Linked DNA regions of Mus musculus: region 1 is linked to region 2. The links are chromatin contacts, called in public Hi-C maps. All regions are on one chromosome and are shown on one strand. The core of a region is the stretch at or near the end of the contact, and the rest is flanking DNA. Distances in the headings are between cores, read along the strand shown. Region 1 has its middle 11 kb from the start of Gm43837. Region 2 overlaps Tbc1d1 (TBC1 domain family, member 1).

Region 1 (4,565 bases), core at 272-2,771, 170 kb before region 2:
CCTTCCTTCCTTCCTTCCTTCCTTCCTTCCTTCCTCCCTCCCTCCCTCCCTCCCTCCCCCCTCTCTTTCTTTCTTTCTTTCTTTCTTTCTTTCTTTCTTTCTTTCTTTCTTTCTTTCAAGACAAGATCTCTCCGTAGTCTGGGCTGTCCTGGAGCACTCTATGTAGACCAAAGTGACCTTGAACTCACAGAGATCTGCTTACCTCTGCCTCCTGAGTTCTGGGATTAGAGGTTGGCACCATTACACTCACCTAGCTCATTTTGTTTTTAACATGTGCTCTAGGGGACCAAATTCCTGTCCTCACACTTATACAGCAAGCAGGTTGCCAACAGAGCCATCTCCCCAGACCTGACGCAGGTGCAGTTGGAAACCCTCTCTGAGGATGTATCCTGTGAGCACAGATGGAATAAAAGGAGTAGCTTGTAGTTTATACTACCATGAAGATGACCATGAATCACACTCCTGTGAATAAATCTTTGTGTATGCTTCTGATGGGTTCTTTGAATCTATTTCTGGTGCGGAGTTAATGAGTCAGAAGAGCAAATGTTTTAAGGGTCTCGCTTGAAACAATGTGCTGAAGCCTCTCCTGTTATTGAGCCTTCTCTTTAGAGCTAAAAAGAAGCAATTATCAAAGACCTAGATTTCAAGGCATTTTAAGTATGTACTTAACCTTTTGTCATGTTAAAGATTTCAGGGGCATTTATACCAGTCTCTCTGAGCCTGGCTGTGGCCACGATCCTATGCAGTCCTTTCATCCTCTAGTTCCACACCCCTCCATGCCATTCTTTATGCTAGAGCTGGGTTAGGTCATGGAATTTTAGTGTGAGAAACGACCCAGATGATAACAAGTCCACCCCATTTGCTAGTTGGGAAAACTGAGACCCAGAGATACTCCTGAACTGCTCAAAGCCTCATGGTAAGTTCTTCCTGGTCTATAAAGGCTCACTCTCCTGGTTTCTGCTTCTGCAACAGAGTCAGTGGTAAGTGAAACATCCATGTGGTGTCTCATGGTGTACAAACGGCAGGCAGAAGTTTAGAGCCAATGTCACAGATACAGCTTGCCAGATTCACCTGTCCTGCAGGTGGCGGTGAACATTAATGTCACTAGATAGTAGATGTGGTCATAGGACAGTGATGGGTAATGTGACATTCAAATGTTAGTGATGACCACTGGTGACAGAGCAAGAGACGTCCCCACATCAGATATGGGTCCCCGTGGGAAAGGTCACTGGTAAGGCCACCATGGCCTTGGGACCTGTGGGCCTGAACAGAAGACCTCAATGGAAAGAGGCTGGTTTTTAGCCCATAAGAATCCCTGCAGCTGGGGAAGGAGTCACATAAGGCCACCCTGAGGCACAGAGACTCTTCAGCCCAAGTCAGGGGATAGACAGAGAAAGCTGCCCGGCTGGAGGCCTCTGACAGGGTCAGCTTTCATGGGCTGCCAGGTCTCTCCAGGGAGGCCAGCTGCCCAGCCCAAAAGGCTTGGGCCACCCTGACACGTGAGAGAAGACTCTTGTTCTGTCACCGCTCTCCTCGCTGGGCTGCGTTCCAGGCATGCAGGGGAATGGCGCCCAGCAAGGGGAGGAGGTGAGCTGAGAGAGGGGAGGAGGAGGAGCAAGCTTCCCAGGGCAGACTTCCAGGAGGAGGGAGTCAATGCCAAGAGAGAAAAGAGAAGATTTAAGGTTAACTCCGGTTCGGTGTTTAACTATTACTTTAGACTTGAAAAGCTAAAATCTGAAAGAAGGCTTTTTTTTTCCAATTCAAAGGCTTTTTTTTTTTTAATTGCCTCAACCCAACCCAGAAGTTGTAAGCCTGACTTAGTCATTGAGGGGGACAGCAGAGTTCTCCCTGTTGTAGATAACACTTAAAATGACATCAGGAGACTGTTATGTTTCTCATTGCTCTGATAGACTCCCTAACAAAAGAAACCTAAGAAGAAAAGTTCATTGGTAGGGAAGCATGCGATCTGTTGTGGCAGGAAAGGCAAGGCAGGAGACCGTGGTCAAGAAGCAGAGAGATGGAAGCTGGTGCTCAGCCTCCCCCACCCCACCCCACCTCACCCCCACTTTGCCTTTTCAGTCCAGGACCCTAAGAGATGGTGCTTCCCACATTTAGGGCTATTTTCTTCTCAGTTAGCCCTTTGGGGAACACAGTCACAGAGTGGCTCCTATGTAATTCTGAATCCGGCCAAGGTGAGAATGAAGATTACCATAACAGAGACCCACAAAACTCAGGTTTCTGCCCCTATTGCTTTCATGGGGGTAAATTTGTAATAGTTAAGTGATGATAGATAGATAGATAGATAGATAGATAGATAGATAGATAGATAGACAGACTGATGGAAGACAGATAGACATGCCTCCTGCCAACTGCCCCTGCCTCATGTTTTTCTGATGCTGCGGTTACACATGAGGTTGACTTGAGCTGCTTTCTGGCTGTCTTTTTTACACACAGTAGAGTTTCAAAACTAACCCTTTTCTGCGAACTGGTCTCTCACTCTACTTTCGTGCACTAAGCTACGAGCCAAAGTAATGTTTAGACTCCTCTTCCAAGTTTCAGCTGAATGTTGCATTTCTTAAAAGTTTTTTTTTCTTTTTCCTAAAATCTTTTCTTCTTTTAGAGCCCCAGCAACTTGCATGACCAAGGTCAGTGTCACTCGGAAGGCAAGCTTAACTCACAACTGCATCCACCAACTTGTGTCTGTAAGCCATAGAGCTCCATGTTCTCTCAAGCCCTCCAGGGCCTTCCCCAGTCGTCCACTCCTCAGTCATCCATTCGGTCGCTGTTGGGCAGCCTGCCCTTCCTTTACAATTATTCTTCAGAGTTCTGGAGTGCACATCAGGAAGCTGACTGACAGTCACTGCTCTCACCCCACCCAGGATCGTGCGGATGTAGAGTTACCTCAAGCAGGATGATCCTGGCCTTGTATTCAGGATACACCAGAACAGGAGTGCTGTGGCTTGAGTGTTCTCCCTGAAAGTCATGCCAAAACTTAATTCCCGTTGTGTGGTGTTACGAGAGCAGAAACCTAATACGACAGCCTTTGGAGGGTGGGACATTTGGAAGCTAAGGTTAAATGAGATCAAGTGATGGAGCCCTCATCCAGTAGAACTGTGGCATTATGGCACAGGACAGACCTGAGCACACATGTTTACATTCAGTCCTTTTCACTAGGAGCAGGGCTCTCACTCTGTACTGACTCACCACAGAGACTCACCAGATGCCAGTGCTCCCCACATCCCTACTCCACTCCTACTCTTCACAGAAGCTCCAAGCAGATTCATAGTACCTTAGGGTGAGGATTATAGATTATTTCCTTGCTACTTTCAGCTTCAGAGCCTCAGCCAGCCTTGCCCTGGTACCTTCCAATACACAGGTGCACGTGAGCGTTAATATAGGACCAGAGAAAGGACCGGTGATCTCACAGCAAAGCTTTAACAATGGCTGCGGCTTCTGTAATAGACGATCCTTTTTTCTTTTGTCTGCTGAGAGATCTACTTTCTTTGCATTTTTTATTGCTGTGGGTCTCACTTGCCTTGTAAGGTTTTAACGTTATGCAACAACAGATAATTGCGTCACGTGGTGCTTTCATTTAAAAATAATCACTTCAAATATCAACAAGCACTGGTAACTGGGAGGCCTCCAATCTCTTCTGCTCGTCCTGTAAGTCGCAAACCCTTGCCTGCTCTCTGGCTCTGTGCGACTCATTGCCCTAATAGGAAGCCAGGAAAAATGGTCATCAGTGAATCCTACTATGTGCCAGGTGCAACTGCTGGCCCACCCTCCCCACAACTTTGGCAGGCACTCTCATTCCCACCAGGGTTATGACACCACAGTGGGTTCCAATGGATACCAACCACATCACACACATGATCAACATCAAATGAGTTGTCAGTGACACAAGGTCTGCTTGAAGCCAAGCATTCCAGAACTTTCCAGGACACTGGTGAAGGCATTAGTTTAAGACTTCCTCAGACACCAGTAACAGGGCTCCTCTCTCTCTGGGAAGCATCTTTTTCTTTTCTTTTCCTTCTTTCTCTCTCTCTCTTTCTCTCTCTCTCTCTCTCTTTCTTTCTTCCTTTCTTTCTTTCTTTTTTTTATTCCAAACTCCTGCATCCCGGAAGCAGCAGAGAGCTGGTTCTCAATTGCCACCACCCCACCACAGCTACCACCACCACCAGTTCAGGAGCTTGCCAAGAGTCAGCCAAGCATAGACAGCTTGTATTCAGAGTTGCTGTGGGTCTGCCCCACCCACCCCACCCAACCTCCTGCAAAAGCTTAAATCTCAGGCATGGAAAAAAAATCAGACAGGCCATCTTAGGCTAGGGGGAGGAAAAAAAAAAAAAAAAAACTCCCAACCAACAGCTGCTGCCTAATTGGCTTTCTAAATAGTTAGAGGCTGCCAAGTGCAGAAATGAATTAAATAAGCCTTTTCCCCCCTCCAGGGTGGAGCAGCAGGCTCCGGGGCTCCACCCAAGTCACACCCTAGTTGCGGCTATTTATAATATCTAAAAGCCAGATGGAACCTGCCAAGGGGAACAGAGATCGTGACAAAAAGCATAGAT
Region 2 (4,724 bases), core at 571-3,070:
GTCTGAGGCTGCTACTCTCCCAGGGTAATGTCAAGTCACAGGGTTAATGAGAGCTGAAACACAAGAAGGGCCATGGAGCTGTAGCTAATGCCCAGCAGCTGCAGTGCCAGGGCAGCGGTGTCTGATAGCAAAGCCAGGGTGGTGCCCTTGCCAGGGTATCCCTGTGATGTAACCACGTCTGTGGTTTCTCCTGCCTGATGCCGACCCTTCATGGCTTGGTCAGACCGGCTTTGCACACGTCATGGTGACTCTGTGAAAAACCCTAGGATTCTTCTAAATGATTCTCTTTTCTACCTTTGTTGGTTAGTGTTGGTTTTTGGAGCTAAAGAATTTTTACATACAATTTGTTCATTCATTCATTCATTCATTCACTCATACAAGGAAGTTATGTGTTAACTGTTATGTGTTAAGGACAGTTCTAAGTGTGTGGGTCATTCAGGGAGCAAGATGGAAATCCCTCTCTTGAAGATTACAGTCTACTGAAGCCTATGATTTTCCTTGCAAATTTATGCAAGAGAGGCTTTCTGGGAAAGTGGCATGCAAGCTTAGAAATGGCAAGTTAAGTTAAAGGTAGCCAAACAGGGAGGGTACTGAGCGGTCTAGGTCACAGGAACAAAGGGAATCTGGGATGCTCTAGAACTAAGAGAGGCCATGGAATGTTATAGACTAGAGAAAGAGGATGACGTGGGCCTAGGATAAGGGGATATGAGATGTAAGCAACTGGGAGAGGTAGGGCAACTGGCAAAATGAGACTCAGAAGGCCGAGAAAATCTTACTAAGTCTCCATGGCTTGTTCTCTGAAGGGCAGAGCTATGCTAGACCATAAGTGGAGAGGGCAGCAGAAGGGCACATCACCAGATCTGCGGCAATGATGGTCATGCCTGGAGCTGGCTGCCTTAGACCTGGGGAAGACAAGGGTGGAAATGTGGAGACTGTTAAGGAACTTGCCCAAAAAGTCTAGATAAGAAATACAGTGTTGGGAGCTGGAGAGAGGGATCCGGGGGTTAAGAGCATTGACTGCTCTTCCAGGAGACCAGGGTTCAATTTCTAGCACCCATGTGGCAGTTTACAACTGTCTGTAACTCTAGTTCCAGGGGACCTAACACCTCCACATAGACATATGTGCAGATAAAACACTAATGTTCAAAAAATAAAAAATTAAACTAAATTAAAAAAAAAAAGAAATACAGTGTGGGGTTAGAGTGAAGTAAGGGAACTTTCCCAGTCTTTTCTTCTGCACTATAGCAGAGGTCACAACAGAACATAAGAGAGAGGCAGCTTGGGGCCTCAGAACAAAGACTCTTGGCTATCGTCAACTCAGAGCACACAGGCCCCGGAGCAGCAACTAGAGGATCCTTGTGCTAACCACTGAGCTTCGGGGTTCATTTATTTCTGCGGCACAGTTGAGTCTATATGAGGATGAGAGGGAGAAATGTCCATGTGACAGGACCCTGGGGAAGTAGCACAGGTGACCCCCTCTTACCCTGAACTCCTCCCCACAGAAACTGCAAGTTACCCTGGGTCAGACTGCCCTCTGCTCGCCAGGTTCTGTCCTACAGAAAGGAAACCCGTCTTCTGCGCCCTCGTCTCCCTTTTCTTGATACAGACTTCCTGACCAGTTAGCAAGCAAAGAAAACATTCCTCTTCCCCCGTCCCTCTCTGCCCCGCCCTGCTGTGGCCTTTGGCTTTCTCTCTCTCTCTCTCTCTCTCTCTCTCTAGTTTCCACTCTGGTTCTTGGACACAGCTCTGGCTAGCCTTGTTCTCAGTCCTGACCTATCCCTGTGACAGGCAGCCTGGACTAGCCTCTGAACATCCTACACTAGTGTCGTCCAAACCCATCCTGACTCATCCTGTATGTCTGACCTTGCTCCTGGACAGACAGCTGCCTAGCCAGCTGACATTTCTAGATTCCAGCAGTCTGGATTCTCATCTAACCACAGGCCAGCCCTGCAGCCCCAGTACACAGAACCACAACGCATGGTGTACCCACAGCCGACATTGCCTGTCCAGTGGTTCTATCCATTGGATCCAGAGGTCAAAACCAACTGGTCTTCTGAGTGTCTTCATTTACACAGAACACATGCAGTACAGGGGGCCTTGCTGGCTTTCAGTATGCTCTGTGTGCCCCACTTGCCAGGCTTCTGAGACATTTTTGGCCCTGCGTCAAAGATCAGGACTGGTCATGTGTGGTCTGTTGAAACATAGTTTTTCAAGACTAATAAGCCTACACAGAAACTCAAAGTCAAATAATAAATTGTGTCTAAAGAGCTGGAGAGATGGCTCAACAGTTAAGAGTACATACTCTTCCTCCAGAGGTCAAGGGTTCAGTACCAAGTACCCATGTTAGGTTGGGTGACTCACAACTGCCAGTAACTCTAGCTGGGCAGGGTGGGGTAGGGTAGGGATCTGATGCCCTTTTCTGGCCTCTGAAAGTACACACATACATAAATAATAAATAACTAAACAGGTTAAAAGAAAATCCCTCAAAAGACTATGACATGTCTCTTGGCTTAGACCCAGTTCTCAGAGACTTGGCAGACCTCACAGACAAGCCACCCCAGTGAAGCATGGTAAGGCAGCCTCCCATGGTGTAATCCACACAGATGCCAAGATCATGCCAATCTTGTCTTCAGAGTGCTCACCATTCACCATGCTGGGCATGGTCACAGCTTGCTGGATGTAGGGCAGATGCCAAATACTCAGCACAGATCTTCTCTTTTGTCCTTATAGTCTATCTAATGGAATCTGTGGTGCCCTCAGTTTACTGATGGTTAAACTTACATTTTAAATGTCTTTCTAGCTGCCAAGGAACACAGCCACAGCAAGAAAGATCTGTGGGTTTTTTAGGCATCGTGGCAAGGTCTGGAATCCCAGAAGGTAGGAGGGGGAACAGGAAGATATGGAGTTCAAAGTTACCCTTACTATACAACAAGGTCAAGGATAGCCAGAGTTACAAGAGTCCTTGTCTTACATAAACACACCACACACACACATACACCACACACACAAACACACACCACACACATACACACACACACTCCACATACACACAAGCACACACAAACACACACACACACCACACATACAAACACACACCACACACACCCATACTCCACATACACACAAGCACAAACACACACATACACATATGCCACACACACAAACACACACCACACACCCCCACAACACACTCCACACACACACACAAATACACACCCCCACACACAAACACATACACACACATACTCCACACAAACACATACACACATACTCCACACACACAAATACACACACACTCCACACACACATCCCCACACATACACACCACACACAAACACACACCACACACATCCACACACACACACACACACACACACACACACACACACACACACACATCAAGGGCTGGGGAGATGGCTTGGCATCTATAGACTCTTGTCCCCAAGCCTGAGAACCTAAGCTTGATCCCCAGGCCACATAGTAGGAAGAGAGAACAGACTCAGGTGAAGCTGTCCTCTGACCTCCACACTCACTATGGCTGCTGAGATCCCCCAACACAAACAAATAAATAAAAAATCTAGGTTTGTCCAGCTCCAGAGTCTACACAGACACACACACACACACACAGACACACACACAGACAGACACACACATACATTTTACCATTTTGCTCTTTATGTATGTTTATATAGGAAAACATGTACACAATATCTGTATATATATATGAATATGAAGATTGTATATATGTATATTTATATGTGTGTGTTTATAAATATATATGTATTGTGTGTGTGTATATATATATATATAAGCACAATATGTGTATATTTGTGTGTAATGAAAGGAATGAGTGGGGGGGGTTGTTTGGTTTTTTTTTTTTTTTTTTTTTTTTTTGGTCTTAGGTTAGAAGTCAGGTGCCATATCCCACTTTAAGCAAATGGTATCACATCTAAGATAATATGATACTCTAGAAATGTCTAGAATGATTTTAAAACTACATTGTATGTGAAAACCATTTACATGGAATTGGTGCACTCAGGGTGATATAGTGGTAGACTGGAAGCCATTTAAAATTGTTTTGGGGCCTGGAGAGATGCCAAATGGTTAAAGGCACCTGTTGCTCTTACAGCAGACCTGAGTTAGACTCCCAGCACTTCCATGGTAGCCCTCTTCTGGTCACAGATGGCTCAGCACACGTACAGTACAGTGACATACATGTGGGCAAAACATAGGTATATGTAAAATAAAAAATAAATTAAAACAATAAAGAAGAATTGCTCTGTGAAAGCCATATATGGTGGCACATACCTTTAACCATAGCTTTAATCATAGCCTTGGGAGGCAGAGGCAGATGGATCTCTGTAAGTTTGAGGCCTGACTGGGCTACCTAATAAGTTCCAGGCTACATAGACCCCAAAGAGAAGGAGGAGGAAGAGGAGGAGGAGGAGGAGGAGGAATAGAAGAAGCAGAAGGAACAGGAAGAATAGGACAGAAGGAGAGGAGAAAGAGGAGGAGGAAGAAGAGGAGGACGACAAGGACAAAGACGAGGATGAGGACAATGACAATGACGGTGAAGATGGGGGAAGGGAAGAAGGGGGCACCAGAAAGAAACTAAGCTGTTCGGAGAATCAGATCCTGGAGTGTAGCTCCAGTTTTGCAATTCCCAGCACCTCATGTTTCTGAGAGGAAGATTGGAGTGGGGGGGCTTCGAGACAGGGTTTCTC

What was found. A called contact is a pair of places that touch in the nucleus more often than the background predicts.
Region 1: a Hi-C map of myocytes shows a contact between it and region 2, with 2.4 times the contacts expected there. The contact joins two enhancer-like sites. A contact is called at or near these places in 6 of 484 Hi-C or Micro-C datasets (brown adipocytes, embryonic fibroblasts, embryonic stem cells and 3 more) and 1 of 115 datasets of contacts at active chromatin or transcription factors (pancreatic cancer cells).

What each region holds. Positions count from the first base shown.
Region 1 is chr5:64,364,592-64,369,156 of GRCm38.p6, reverse strand. No RefSeq gene overlaps it. Among named protein-coding and RNA genes, the nearest start is that of Gm43837, 11 kb to the left of the region's middle. Within about 2 kb of position 1,521, at least 85 of the 459 cell types and tissues checked have an H3K27ac peak or open chromatin away from gene starts, as enhancers often do. A contact at or near this core is called in myocytes, pancreatic cancer cells and uterus, where this site is marked.
Region 2 is chr5:64,194,202-64,198,925 of GRCm38.p6, reverse strand. All of the region lies in intron 2 of Tbc1d1 (TBC1 domain family, member 1), which reads right to left. Among named protein-coding and RNA genes, the nearest start is that of Tbc1d1, 36 kb to the right of the region's middle. Within about 2 kb of position 1,820, at least 74 of the 459 cell types and tissues checked have an H3K27ac peak or open chromatin away from gene starts, as enhancers often do. A contact at or near this core is called in myocytes, pancreatic cancer cells and uterus, where this site is marked.